Linked DNA regions of Mus musculus: regions 1 and 3 are each linked to region 2. A link is a contact called in public Hi-C data. All regions are on one chromosome and are shown on one strand. The core of a region is the stretch at or near the end of the contact, and the rest is flanking DNA. Distances in the headings are between cores, read along the strand shown. Region 1 has its middle 62 kb from the start of 1600027J07Rik. Region 2 overlaps Gm32728 (a long non-coding RNA gene). Region 3 overlaps Gm39234 (a long non-coding RNA gene).

Region 1 (3,875 bases), core at 127-2,626, 620 kb after region 2:
AGTCCAGACTGCTGCATGAGGCACCGTGCTGAGTTGGCTTTACCCCTTGCCTGGGTAGGATAATAGAGCTGCCCATGACAGCAGGGGAGCAGGTAAGCTAGCCTGAGAGTGTGAGTACTGGAGAGCTGGCCCTGCCCCTAGTCTGCCATCTTTCAGTGGCGTGGCTCGGGTGAGGGAGAGATGCCCTCCTTCCCACCATCCTTGTACAGCCTGTGCCAGGCAGGTGAGCTGGCACCAAAATCATGAGAGGATCAAAGCTGGCCTTGTGGCTCATGCATTCCAGCACTCAGTAGAGTGAGAACAGGCCCTGTACCCTCACCTCGGCAGCCCAGTAGAGCTGATCCTGGTGGTGGGGTTCAGGAAAGTAGTCCCTGTGGGCAAGAGTGCAGGAGAGTTGGCCTTGCCCCTGGTCTGCCATGGGATGGGGTGGGGTAGGTGAGGAAGAGATGCCCTCCTTCACAAAGCACACATGAGCTGGCCTTGAGGACATGAGAGCTGGAGAGTGGACTCTGCCCCTTGCCTTCTGTGGCACTGGGTGAGCTAGCCTGGGCAGCACTAGAGAAATTGTTCTGGTGGTAGTGGTACAGGAGAACTGGTGAGTTGGCAAATTCAGCTACCTCCCAGGCCCAGATCCAGAGCTTCAAGTTGACCCACCTCAACATCTACGCTATCTATGATCTGCTGGGATGGGGGAAAGGACTGGTCCTGCAGATCCAAAGCTGCAAGATCTTTATGACATAGGACATCAGCAGAGTATCTGAAAAGAGTCCCCATGAGGATAGAGTATTGATAGTGTAGCACAAGCTAGAGGCCTCTAAATAGATAGAAAAATGATTTATTGAAATGAACATTTGCAAATAAAGGTGTATGAACAAAAGGGTGTAGTGTGGGACATACTGTGACACACTGTAGCTTCCATGAGATTTTTCTTTGTATCTTATTTTGGGTGGGTACAAAGGAATGGGAAGATGAGTGAGATTGGGGTACATGATGTGAAATTTGCAAAAAAAAAATCATTAAAAATTAAAAAAAAAAAGAATAACACAAGGACAGCAAGAACCCAGACTCAAAAGTGGGAAAGGAGACTACACCAAGAGGGTAGTGGCAAAGAGGAGATGTGGACCAGTGACTGAAGAACAGAAGAAGCTCTATCAGCCAAAGGTCAATAGACTAGGAAAATCTCATCTCTTTGTATTAAGTCATGGCAGTCCCCCACCTATGCTAAGCTCTCATGAGGTTTAGCCATTAAATGCTGTGTGATTTTGAGATGGACGTGCATGTCTCTGGTTCTGTTTCTCACAGTTGTAGGTAGGGAAGGGGTTTGGACAGTTTGCAGTAATCTTTCCAGCATTAATATCTCTGTCTCTTATATGTGCCTTCTTTCTAGTTTCACCTGGAGTCTGCCCCTTCTTTGTTTTCCTAGCAAATATAAGCTGTCCTCCTGTTGACTTCTTCAATGCTGGCTTCATGACTACACCTTCACTGGCCCACAAGTCAACACCAGCCTTGACCAAAACATTCCATTCCAGGAGGAGAACTGAACGGATTGGAGGAAGAAGCAGAGATTAGAAACAACAGGCTTGCACATTCCGATTGTTCTTAACTTGATTTCAACTTTTGACCTGTAATGCTTTCCAGCTGTTTTGAACTCACACAGCCCATCTTGATTAGACTCACCCCCTAAGTGATGCAAACAGAGGAGACAGCTTCAGAGAGCCATCACCCCACCCAAATGAGTCTGGGGTTTGCAATTCTTGGATGGGTATGTGGATCTGGATCCCAGGCTTTGCATTCCCAGTACAGTCCTACAGGAGGGCTCAGGCAAGACAACCCCTCCAGCCCCTCCCCCCAAAAGATGACCTCTTTTACAGTCTGTTTTTACAGTGCAGAGTGGGAGCATCAGAATCCCTGCCCCTGTCAAAATAACATATCCCAGGTGGTGGGAGTTAACGGGAAGGCAGGCAGAGAGCTCTGCTTCCAAAGTACACATTGCCACAAATGAGAACCAACTGGAGTGAAGCTGGGCAGACGCAAAGGCAGAAAATTAAGCCCTGGGTTGGCTCTCTCTCTCTCCTTTACTCCCTTCCTTCCTTCTTTTCTTCCCCTCTCTCTCCTTTATTCCCTTCCTTCCTTCTTTTCTTCTTTACTTCCTTCCCTTCTTTCTCTTCCTTCTCTCCCTCCTCTGTCCTTCCATCCTACTTCCTTTCTTTCTTCTCTCCTTTTTTCCTTTTCTTCCTTCTTTTCCCTTCTTCCTTCCTCGCTCCTTCCCTCCCTCCCTTCCTCCTTCATTTCTTTCCTCTCTTGTGCTCTCTTCTTTTCCTCTATCTCCCTCTTTCCCTCCATCTTTCCTTCCTTTCTTTAATAGAAAATGCTACACCACACATGGTTTTTAAAAGACGACTTTCCTTACATGGGGAAAATGAACAACTGCAAGGAAGCTGCTCTCCCCAGGCTTGGGGGTGGGTCCTACATAGTGACATGCAATGTGACCTTCCATCCATCCAACAGGCCTGGGGGCCAGATGTCTGTGACTACACAAGTCAGAAGCTGAGCTAGAAGTACCTAAGCTTCGCAGAGTTTATCATTGCACTGGAGTAAACAGCCAACTCTATTTCTCCTTTTTATCACCGTGCCTTCAGGGAATCCTTTTGTGTTCAGTTTCTGTCCTAAGTGATCATGCTTTAGCTAGATTCCTTAGGAGAGACAATCCAGAGACTCAGAAATGTCATCAGAAGTTGGTTTTCCAAAGACGTTTTTCAGGGGGAATTAGAAGTTGCCACAGGCCTTAGATAGGAGACAGTAACCATCATGTGTGAAGCCAAGTGAAACACAGTATGGCGTTGGGGACATCATCCATCCATCCATCCATCCATCCATCCGGTGCATTCCTATGGTATGGTTAGGCCATTTATTTATTTATTTATTTATTTTCCATTTGGATGTGCCTCATCTTGTCAGCTCATTTTTGCTCATTAATGCAGAGAAATTCATCCTGTGGTTAAGTCTGAAAAAAAAAAAAAGTTCAACGGCTTTGCTGGGAAAACGTTAAGTAGGAAAATTAAATTAAAAAAAAAAAAACAACAACAACAGTAATTTTAAGAGAGGAGAAAATAAACCAGCAGTTTAAATTTTTTCAGCCATTTTGGGGCCAGGGCATTGGACAGCTATGGAATTTCAGGTTCTAACTCATTTCTTCATCTTGAGACTCTCGCCAAACATTTTCATTGCATCCAGAAGGAGGACTCTTTGCCCATTGCTGGCCACATGTGAACTGTGGGATGCTTCACTGCCTGCTTCCGTCACTGGGTGCAAGGCCAGGCAGATAAGAAGACTCACTGGGCTGAGAAAGGCTTCTCTGACTCCTGTCAAGTACCAGCTGTCTTTGTTAATTCATACGGGACACATGCAGATCCCTGAAAATATAAGGAGCGAGGGGGCTCTGTGGCAGGAGTTATTGCTGGGCACGGAGTATCTGCAACTGGGTTAGGGAAGATTCATGGAGCCAGACGGTGACTTGTAGATCATTTGTTCATCTCAGAGGTTGCAAACTTGTTTGAAGCAATAAAATACCTTCCGCTGCAAAATGCTATGCAAAACAAAATATGCAATGTGGATAAACAGCAGGATCGCTGTGGTTGTTTTGTGCCGCCCTACGGAAGCAAGAAACACCATTGGCCTGCCGCCTGCCTTCTTTCACCTCTCTTCCCTCCCTTCTTTTTATTTTTCTCTTCTTTCTTCCTTCTTTTTCTCTTTTATTTTCCTCTATCGCAAACTGAGAACTAGCAAGGCCAAGATGTTCATGAGAGAACCGGACCCCCTGAGCAACCCAGTATGTAATCTTTATGCAAAGGATTACCCTATTTATTAAAATCCCC
Region 2 (3,530 bases), core at 950-3,449:
AAGCTACCTAGATCTGGCAGCCTTGGGTCTTTCTTTTTTTCTTTTTTTCCTCCTCCTCCTCCTCTTCCCCTCCTCCTCTTCCCCCTCCTCCTCTTCTTCCTCCTTCTCTTCTTCCTCCTCCTCCTCTTCCTCCTCCTCCTCTTCCTTCTCCTCATTTCTTCTTCCTCTTCCTCTTCCTCTTCTCCTTCTCCTTCTCTTTCTCCTTCTCCTCCTCCTCCTCCTTCTCCTTCTCCTCATCCTTCTCCTTCTCCTCCTCCTTCTTCTTCTTCTTCTTCTAGATATATACATGTATATATGTACATATACATATATAATGTGCCGGTGGTTTACCTTCATGCATGCATGTGTGCCACATGTAGGCCTAGTGTCAGATCCCCTAGTAGTAGAGATACAGATGGTGGTTAGCCACCCTGTGGGTGCTGGGAACTGAACCTGGTCATCTATAAGAACAAATGCTCTTCACCACTGAACCATCCCTTGATCCCCTGCTTTAGAGTTTTGCACAGCACTCAGGGAAGCTTCCTTGAGAAAACCGAAGAGTCTGATTATTGGTTGGAAGGACTGGGCACAGAGCAGCTCAAGCAGGGAGAGCTTCAGTGACCAGACCCTGGGGCTAGGAGGAGGAACAGCCTATTCTAGGAAGACTTTCAGAGGTGTCCCCCCCCCTCCCTGCCTATGACTTTTTGCCAGTTTTTATAGTATTTCGGTCTTCACTGCTCCACAGAAACAAAATCCCCAGCATGCCTTGCACCAAGATCTAGCCACACATCACAAAGGGGAGAACTCATTTGAGTGTGGATATATGCCTATTCAATTTTGAGTATGTAAAGGTAGGTGAGTCCCCATATAGTCAAGGACAGAAATTCACAAGTAATTAGATTTAAGAAGCAAGTATTTGGCTTTGTTCCTCAGGGTAGTGGCAGCAGTGAGAAACAGTTGTTGTTTTTCCTTCTTCCTCTTAAGAGTCTCCAGATATTCGTCCTTTTTAAGTCTTGGGGCTGTCACAGGCTTTGCCTGGGTCTCCATACCACTAGCCTTGAAAAGGCATCCCTTGACCCTGGTCAATTTACTGTGGTAAGCCCCACTAGATCTCTGGCTTCATGACCTGATCCCCGATGCTAGGCTCCAAAGAGCTGGAGTCTCAAGATTTTGCCCTTGCACACAAGCTGAGGTCTAGGGTCTACTGGTGCTGCCTCTTCTTAAAGTGAGTTTAGTTTTTCTCGTTTATTCTCTTTGGATCAGGACTGTGATGTTTAAGTTTTACCTATGTAGGACTTGATAATTCTTTACCTTCAGTTACCTCAACCACATAAGGATGGTACTGAGTGTGACCCGAGCGACAGTAAAAGGTTTGATATCACCCTTTTCAGACTCTAGAGTTGGAGTGAATATCTGAGGCTGCCTTGATCTCCGTTCTCTTACGCATGTCTCTACGCGACGATTCCGGCCGCCGCCAGGGGGCGCTGTGGTCACGCGGCCGTTCTCCAGCCTCCCCAGCCTGGTGAGCCTAGCCTTGCCAGCCTAGCCTTGCCGCCGCCCCTCTTGGAGCGCTGACTAGTAGCAGCTCCGACTGGCCTCTGTGTTGTGTCCACATTCCAACCCGTCCGCCAATGCATGCTGTCACAGTTGGGAACTCTAATGAGATTCGGTACCTTCTGGCCTCAGTTTGCGAGTCTGGAAAGTGACTCTGTGGCACTGCCTGCTGCCCTGTGGCCACTCAGAAGCTCCAGGTCTCCTGGTTTCTCTTCCTGGGCTCACTGGGTCCTGGAACTTGGTGCCTAACTCAATTAGGTCCCTTCAGTTGTCTTGACAGAGAAAGCAACTTCTCTTTTGCTTCTCCCACCTTTCTCTTATACCTCCTCCCCCTTCCTATCTTTTACTGCTGGCCAACTGAGGACTTAGTTCGAGTCTGGTGTCTTTTCTCCAGAGGAGACCTTTGTTCTAAAGCATGATTTTCCCACCCTCAGATCCATTCTACAGTTGCTGCTGCCTACACAGGGTGAAAACTTAGAAGCCTCCGTCTAACAGCTTTGTTTCCAGCCCCGCCTCGGCCCCATCCTAGGAGGGAACAGAATTTAGGGATTTCCAAGTTCCAACCAGACTGGGTTGTTCTGGAGACCACCTGACACTTGCTCCAGAATGGGGATAGAGGACGCTTAAATATGTGCGCTTTTAGGTGGCTCTGGACCACTGAGGCAAGCTGCCTCTGAGAGGTGGGTCTTGAGCTTGCATTTTAACGTTTCACCCAGGGCGAGGCTGACCCTAGAGATTGCTGCTCCAAGAGGAACCTCCGACGTGGACGAGGAAGTGCCATCCAATCCCAGCAGGTGCAGCGGGCTTGAGTCCTTGGATCCGAGGGAAGATGGTTGGGAAGCTAAGAGAAGGGGCAGGAGAGAGGAGTCACTCCTGGCCGCAAGTGCTGAGTGGTAGCTTGCAGAGACCTGGGGTGGGCAGGTGAATGTGGAACTGGGGTGGGCCCTGTGCTCTTTAAAAGGTGGAGTTCTTTTAAAGAGCACAGGGCAAAGGCCCATAGAAAAACCTGAAATGACAAGTGATGACTGGTAGCCATTGTCCATCTCTGCCTGGGGGAGGCAGTAGTGAGCTACAGAAGGTTAGTGCTTCCCAAGGAGTCTCCTACCCGAGGGCAGGATAACAAGAAAGACCTAAAAGCCTTGGCTGACTGGAAGGAGACTGGACCACAGAGCACAGGCTGTGCCCTCTGCTACCCATCTTTGGGATGTAGGTCTTCCTTTGTCACCTGCTTCCTCCTGGCCCTCCCGAGGAACCTGTTATGACAGTGTTTGCAAGAAGCTGACAGAGCAATGAGAATAATTTAGAAATGCCGAACAGGGGACCCACACATCCATATTTTTTAAAGGCAGATATAAAAAATGTAAAGAGTGTAAAAGCGTGGCTCTCCCCCACCCCAACCCTGGCCTCCCAGAGACTTCCCCCAGGCAACAATTAGTACACGGGCTTCCTGCACAGCTTTCTACATACTGTGAGGCTACAAACACGTACGGCCATATGTCTCCCTTTAAAAATACAGCGCATTATACAGACTCTTCTACACCTTGCTTCGTCCTAAAAATACGTTTTAAAAATATATCTTCCAGACAGCTCAGTATCGCCATCTGAGGCTGCTCTCTGTCTCCCTGCGTGGTTGACGCTGTGTCCCCGGGGACAGCAGATCCTTCACATGCCAACTGACCACGGGCAGGTTGCTTAATTGGTCTGTACACCAGTTGCTCATTAAAAGGCGAAAGACAACAATCACAGCAATGACACTCATTTCATGAGCTCATGAGGAGTCAAGGTCACACACACACAGAAAACAGTCCGTATAGTGCCTGGTGGGCAGAAAGGGCTCAGCATACTACATACTAGTTGCCCATTAAAAAGAGACGACAACAACAACAACAACAACAATAATAATCTCATGAATTCGTGAGAATTCAAGGTCATAAGCAACAAACAGCCACTCCACATAGAACAATGATTCTCAACTTTCCTAATGCTGACCCTTTAAT
Region 3 (3,765 bases), core at 516-3,015, 710 kb after region 2:
TGACTTTCTACTTCTGAAAAGTATGTTTTTATGAAGGTGCTTGTGAAGAGCCTTTGACATGCCAGTTCTTGACATCTGTTCCCTGCCACCTGAGTCTCCTAAGGAGTGCTGTCAGATAAAACGCAAGAAGTTCACATAAATTGGCATGGAAGAGAGTCAAGAAATACATTTAAAAGTACACTAGATGAGATATACTTATCCTGAAAAATACATGCAAGTATATTTGTACAGAAATTATTTGTTGCTTATCTGAAGAGCAAGTTTAACTTGATATTTATTTACTGTACTTCATATCCATACTTCTAAGGCCTAGCAAGTTTACTGGCATAGAATAGTTAAAATAAGACAGAGCTGGAGGCTCAAATCCTCAAGTCACTTTTTTGGCTATATGAACTTTAGGTGGCAATTTCTTACAAGGAAAGGATAAGGAGGTAAGAAGACATATCTTCAAGTTACTATGCTGGGTAATAGAGATTGCCAATGTGGTGGAACCTACACTTACCTGGGAGATACATCTGAATGCTCACAAGGGAGTTTTAGGTGTTGGTTAATCAAAGCAGGAACACCAACCCTGATGTGGGCTGGCACTATTCCAATGGAGTCCCAGGGTGAAAGCTGGATAAACCCAGACACCTATTCTGTCCTTCTCCATGTACTGACTATAGATGCAATGTGACCAACCACTTCATGCTCCTGCCACCAAGACTTCTCAACTCCGATGAACTGTGCCATAAAACTGTAAGCAGAAAGCAATACTTTCTTCCAGATGCTGTGGTTGTCAAGTATTGAGTAAAATCAAGGACAATGGAGGAACCAAGACAATTATTGCAAAGATAAAGTAAACTTGTGAAAACAGCATGGCTGGGGTAGCTCACAGTGCAGGAGAGAAATGTATACCCTTCTAAGTAATGTTCTGCTCTGTTTGTCAAAGGGTTTCATAGCTAGTATGTCTTCCTAAACCTGCACAGGCCTGTAACTATTTCCAATTCTCTAGGCTTCCCAGTGAGTGCGTTCCTTTGTTTTTGGTACTTATATACAACTCTGGATGTTTTATGTCCTAGTTTCTCCCCAGTAGCCTCCCTGATACAAGCAAGCATCTTCAGCCCACTGGAGGAAGACTCAAATTCCTTTCTAGGGTTTGGTTTGTGATGTGGCATGTTGCCATGGCTTGCTTCAACATATGGTCCCCATGAGCTGGCTTCCCTAAGCAATCATTTTTCATTTTGATTTTGTTTTCAAAGACGAAGGATAAATTATAGGCTGAGGTGTATTGGTAACATCACTAGTGGTGTTGATATCTGGATTTGTTTTGCTCAGTGTATGGAGTGGGAATCATGCAGTAACCCTCATATTTGGCTTTGAATGTAGGAACAGTAGCACTCATAATCCATGAGGAAGGGGTTACATCTAGTTATGAGGGAAGATATTGGTGCTTAATGGACTTAAATGATCTGTTCCCAGATTACACAGATTGTAAGTGGGCAGCAGGGCCAGGATTTAAGCTAAAGCCTGGCTCATACCAACAAGCCTCTCCTTTCCTCCACCAGCACTGTTTTTGCCTGTTTACTCTGATTTTATGTGCAATGATAAGGAAACAAAGCACTTGGTTTGTGAGCCAAGAACATGCGTCCCTCGACTCTCACCCCCACACTCCCTGACAAAGGAGAAATAAACAGGGTCTTGTGAAATCTCTGTAATACACTTAGGGATAGTAGCCAAGAATGTTAGTCTGGCTGGCCATAGAGTGCCTAGAGCCCTCAGCATTTCTCCTTTTACTTCTCTTTAGCCACAAACCTATTCATTGCTACAGAGGCTGTAGTATAGCTGGTTCCTTGTTTCAAGCCTGAGAAATCTCGTTAGGGTCTTGCTTTGGTGACTGCTGGGGCCACATGAGGCCATGCCTCCCGACTGCTGGGATCACAGGCATGCTTCACTACTCCGAAGCAGATTTATTCATTTTGACTGCAGTTGTATTTTCAACTCCATGGTTCAATGCATTTACATTTTCCAGGAATGAAACTCTCTCTCTCTCTCTCTCTCTCTCTCTCTCTCTCTCTCTCTCTCTCTCTCTCTCTCTGTATGATGAATGTATGTTCATGTGAGTACAAATATGTCCATATATGGTGCATGCATGGAGGTCAGAAGACAACCTTGGGTGTTGTTGCTTACCTTCCACCTTGTTTGAGACAGCCTTTTATTGCTGGACTCAGCTTTGTGTGAGTTAACTGGCCAGTTCACTTATGACTCTCATCTTAGTGCTGAAGTACTGGACTTACAGGCTTGTGGAATCATGCCTGGTTTTACAGCAGGATGGTGGGGCCATTGCTGCAAACCTTGGTTTGAAGGAAACATCAGGGAGATGTCACTGGATCATAAAGGTGGGAGCAGAGAGTTGCTAGTGGAAAGCAAGTGGGGATAACTTGCTGTCAGCAATCTGTGAAAACAAGCAAGTATAGCCTTGAGACTTGAGAAGAAGGATAGCAATGGTATGTGTATGATCTACCATTCTATGCAGAAGAACTTTGGGGACATCCAGGTTGCCGATACATCTTATCCATTCCAGGGTGTAACTAGAGGCTTGAGTTATCTGTGAGCACCACAAGGACTTTCATTTTGCATGAAGATGAATGTCAGAGCTGGGAATCTGACCTATGGCCTTGACTGGTCAATGGCTTGCCAAATATGGTTGTTAAAATATCAGCAGCCTTCTTTTTCTGTGGGAATCCTCCTTCTTCCTCAGCCCCTGGCATGTGTGCACCCCAGGTGGGAGTCAAGGGGTCATGGGTAGAGTCAGAGTTCCCACTTCCTGCTGTTCCTGGGACTAAAGTGTGGAGGCAGGAAATTGCAGAGTTGGTGGATATGAGTTGTACTAACCAAGTGCAGAAGATGTGCAAGTAGAAACAGTGCTCCAGCCAGAAGTCCCAAGGATGATGTTCACAGTCCCTACTGTTTAATTCATATATTTCGCATACCTGGCTCTATGCTATAGTCAGGGACAGTGTTGGGAGTCAGGCAGAAGTCACAGAGGTAATGTTAGGCTAAGCCAAAAATGTCTTTCATAATTGCCAATGCCCATACCAATTTACACTTGAATGTTTCTGCAAATATTATTATCTTTTTCATCCAGCAACTTCAGTGGGTCTTAAACATGGAAGAATTTAACCTCCTAACTCTACCCTCCAACAGAGGGGAGATTTGACAAAATCAAAGACATGTTTGATAGTTGCAAGAGATGGGACATTAGTACCAGCACTTAGTGGAGGGGATCTGGCTGCTGATACGCACTTCAGAATATTCAGGAAAGACCCTGGAACAAAGAATTATCCTAGCAAAAAATGTCAACCATTGAGAAACTCTAACCACATATAGGTGACAAGGTGAGCATCCAAAGAAATGTCTGCACACTGCAAGAATGGTAACTTTCTCCACCCCTTTCCCTTTCTTCCTTCTACCTCTGGTTGCTTGTCTGTTCCCATTGTAAGTCTCTCTGGAAGGCTTTAGTAGCATACCCAAGATAGGTGTCTTTAACTGGTTTAGTGTCTCCTTTAACCAGGAGTGAAATCATCGTGTGGCTTTTACCCAGATGAGCTTGAGCAGAGAACAAATACCTTTTTAGAACAATTGTGTATATTTTGATACTTCTTCTAAAAACTTAGTTTTGGGGAATGAGCTGAAAGGTCTACAGCAGAGGCAGATCTGCAGGCACCAGAGGCTCCACCCCTGTGAGATGGACACCCTAAGGAAATCAGTGTGATCCCAGAGAAA

Evidence for each region. A called contact is a pair of places that touch in the nucleus more often than the background predicts.
Region 1: a contact with region 2 is called in a Hi-C map of uterus, with 5 times the contacts expected there. The contact joins two enhancer-like sites. A contact is called at or near these places in 1 of 15 datasets of contacts at CTCF or cohesin (the NIH/3T3 cell line), 17 of 484 Hi-C or Micro-C datasets (adipose-derived mesenchymal stem cells, cerebral cortex, embryonic fibroblasts and 7 more), 5 of 115 datasets of contacts at active chromatin or transcription factors (the NIH/3T3 cell line, astrocytes, craniofacial prominence and 2 more) and 1 of 9 other capture datasets (embryonic stem cells).
Region 3: a Hi-C map of uterus shows a contact between it and region 2. The contact joins two enhancer-like sites. A contact is called at or near these places in 1 of 15 datasets of contacts at CTCF or cohesin (the NIH/3T3 cell line), 2 of 484 Hi-C or Micro-C datasets (both in uterus) and 5 of 115 datasets of contacts at active chromatin or transcription factors (the NIH/3T3 cell line, astrocytes, craniofacial prominence and 2 more).

The regions. Positions count from the first base shown.
Region 1 is chr8:103,407,237-103,411,111 of GRCm38.p6, reverse strand. No RefSeq gene overlaps it. Among named protein-coding and RNA genes, the nearest start is that of 1600027J07Rik, 62 kb to the right of the region's middle. Within about 2 kb of position 1,376, at least 54 of the 459 cell types and tissues checked have an H3K27ac peak or open chromatin away from gene starts, as enhancers often do. A contact at or near this core is called in adipose-derived mesenchymal stem cells and uterus, where this site is marked.
Region 2 is chr8:104,026,785-104,030,314 of GRCm38.p6, reverse strand. All of the region lies in intron 1 of Gm32728 (a long non-coding RNA gene), which reads left to right. Among named protein-coding and RNA genes, the nearest start is that of Gm32728, 8.2 kb to the left of the region's middle. Within about 2 kb of position 2,199, at least 61 of the 459 cell types and tissues checked have an H3K27ac peak or open chromatin away from gene starts, as enhancers often do. A contact at or near this core is called in adipose-derived mesenchymal stem cells and uterus, where this site is marked.
Region 3 is chr8:103,314,916-103,318,680 of GRCm38.p6, reverse strand. Gm39234 (a long non-coding RNA gene) reads right to left here. Exons shown (of 3, transcript XR_879135.2): 3 at 2,088-2,434. Among named protein-coding and RNA genes, the nearest start is that of Gm39234, 20 kb to the right of the region's middle. Within about 2 kb of position 1,765, at least 30 of the 459 cell types and tissues checked have an H3K27ac peak or open chromatin away from gene starts, as enhancers often do. A contact at or near this core is called in uterus, where this site is marked.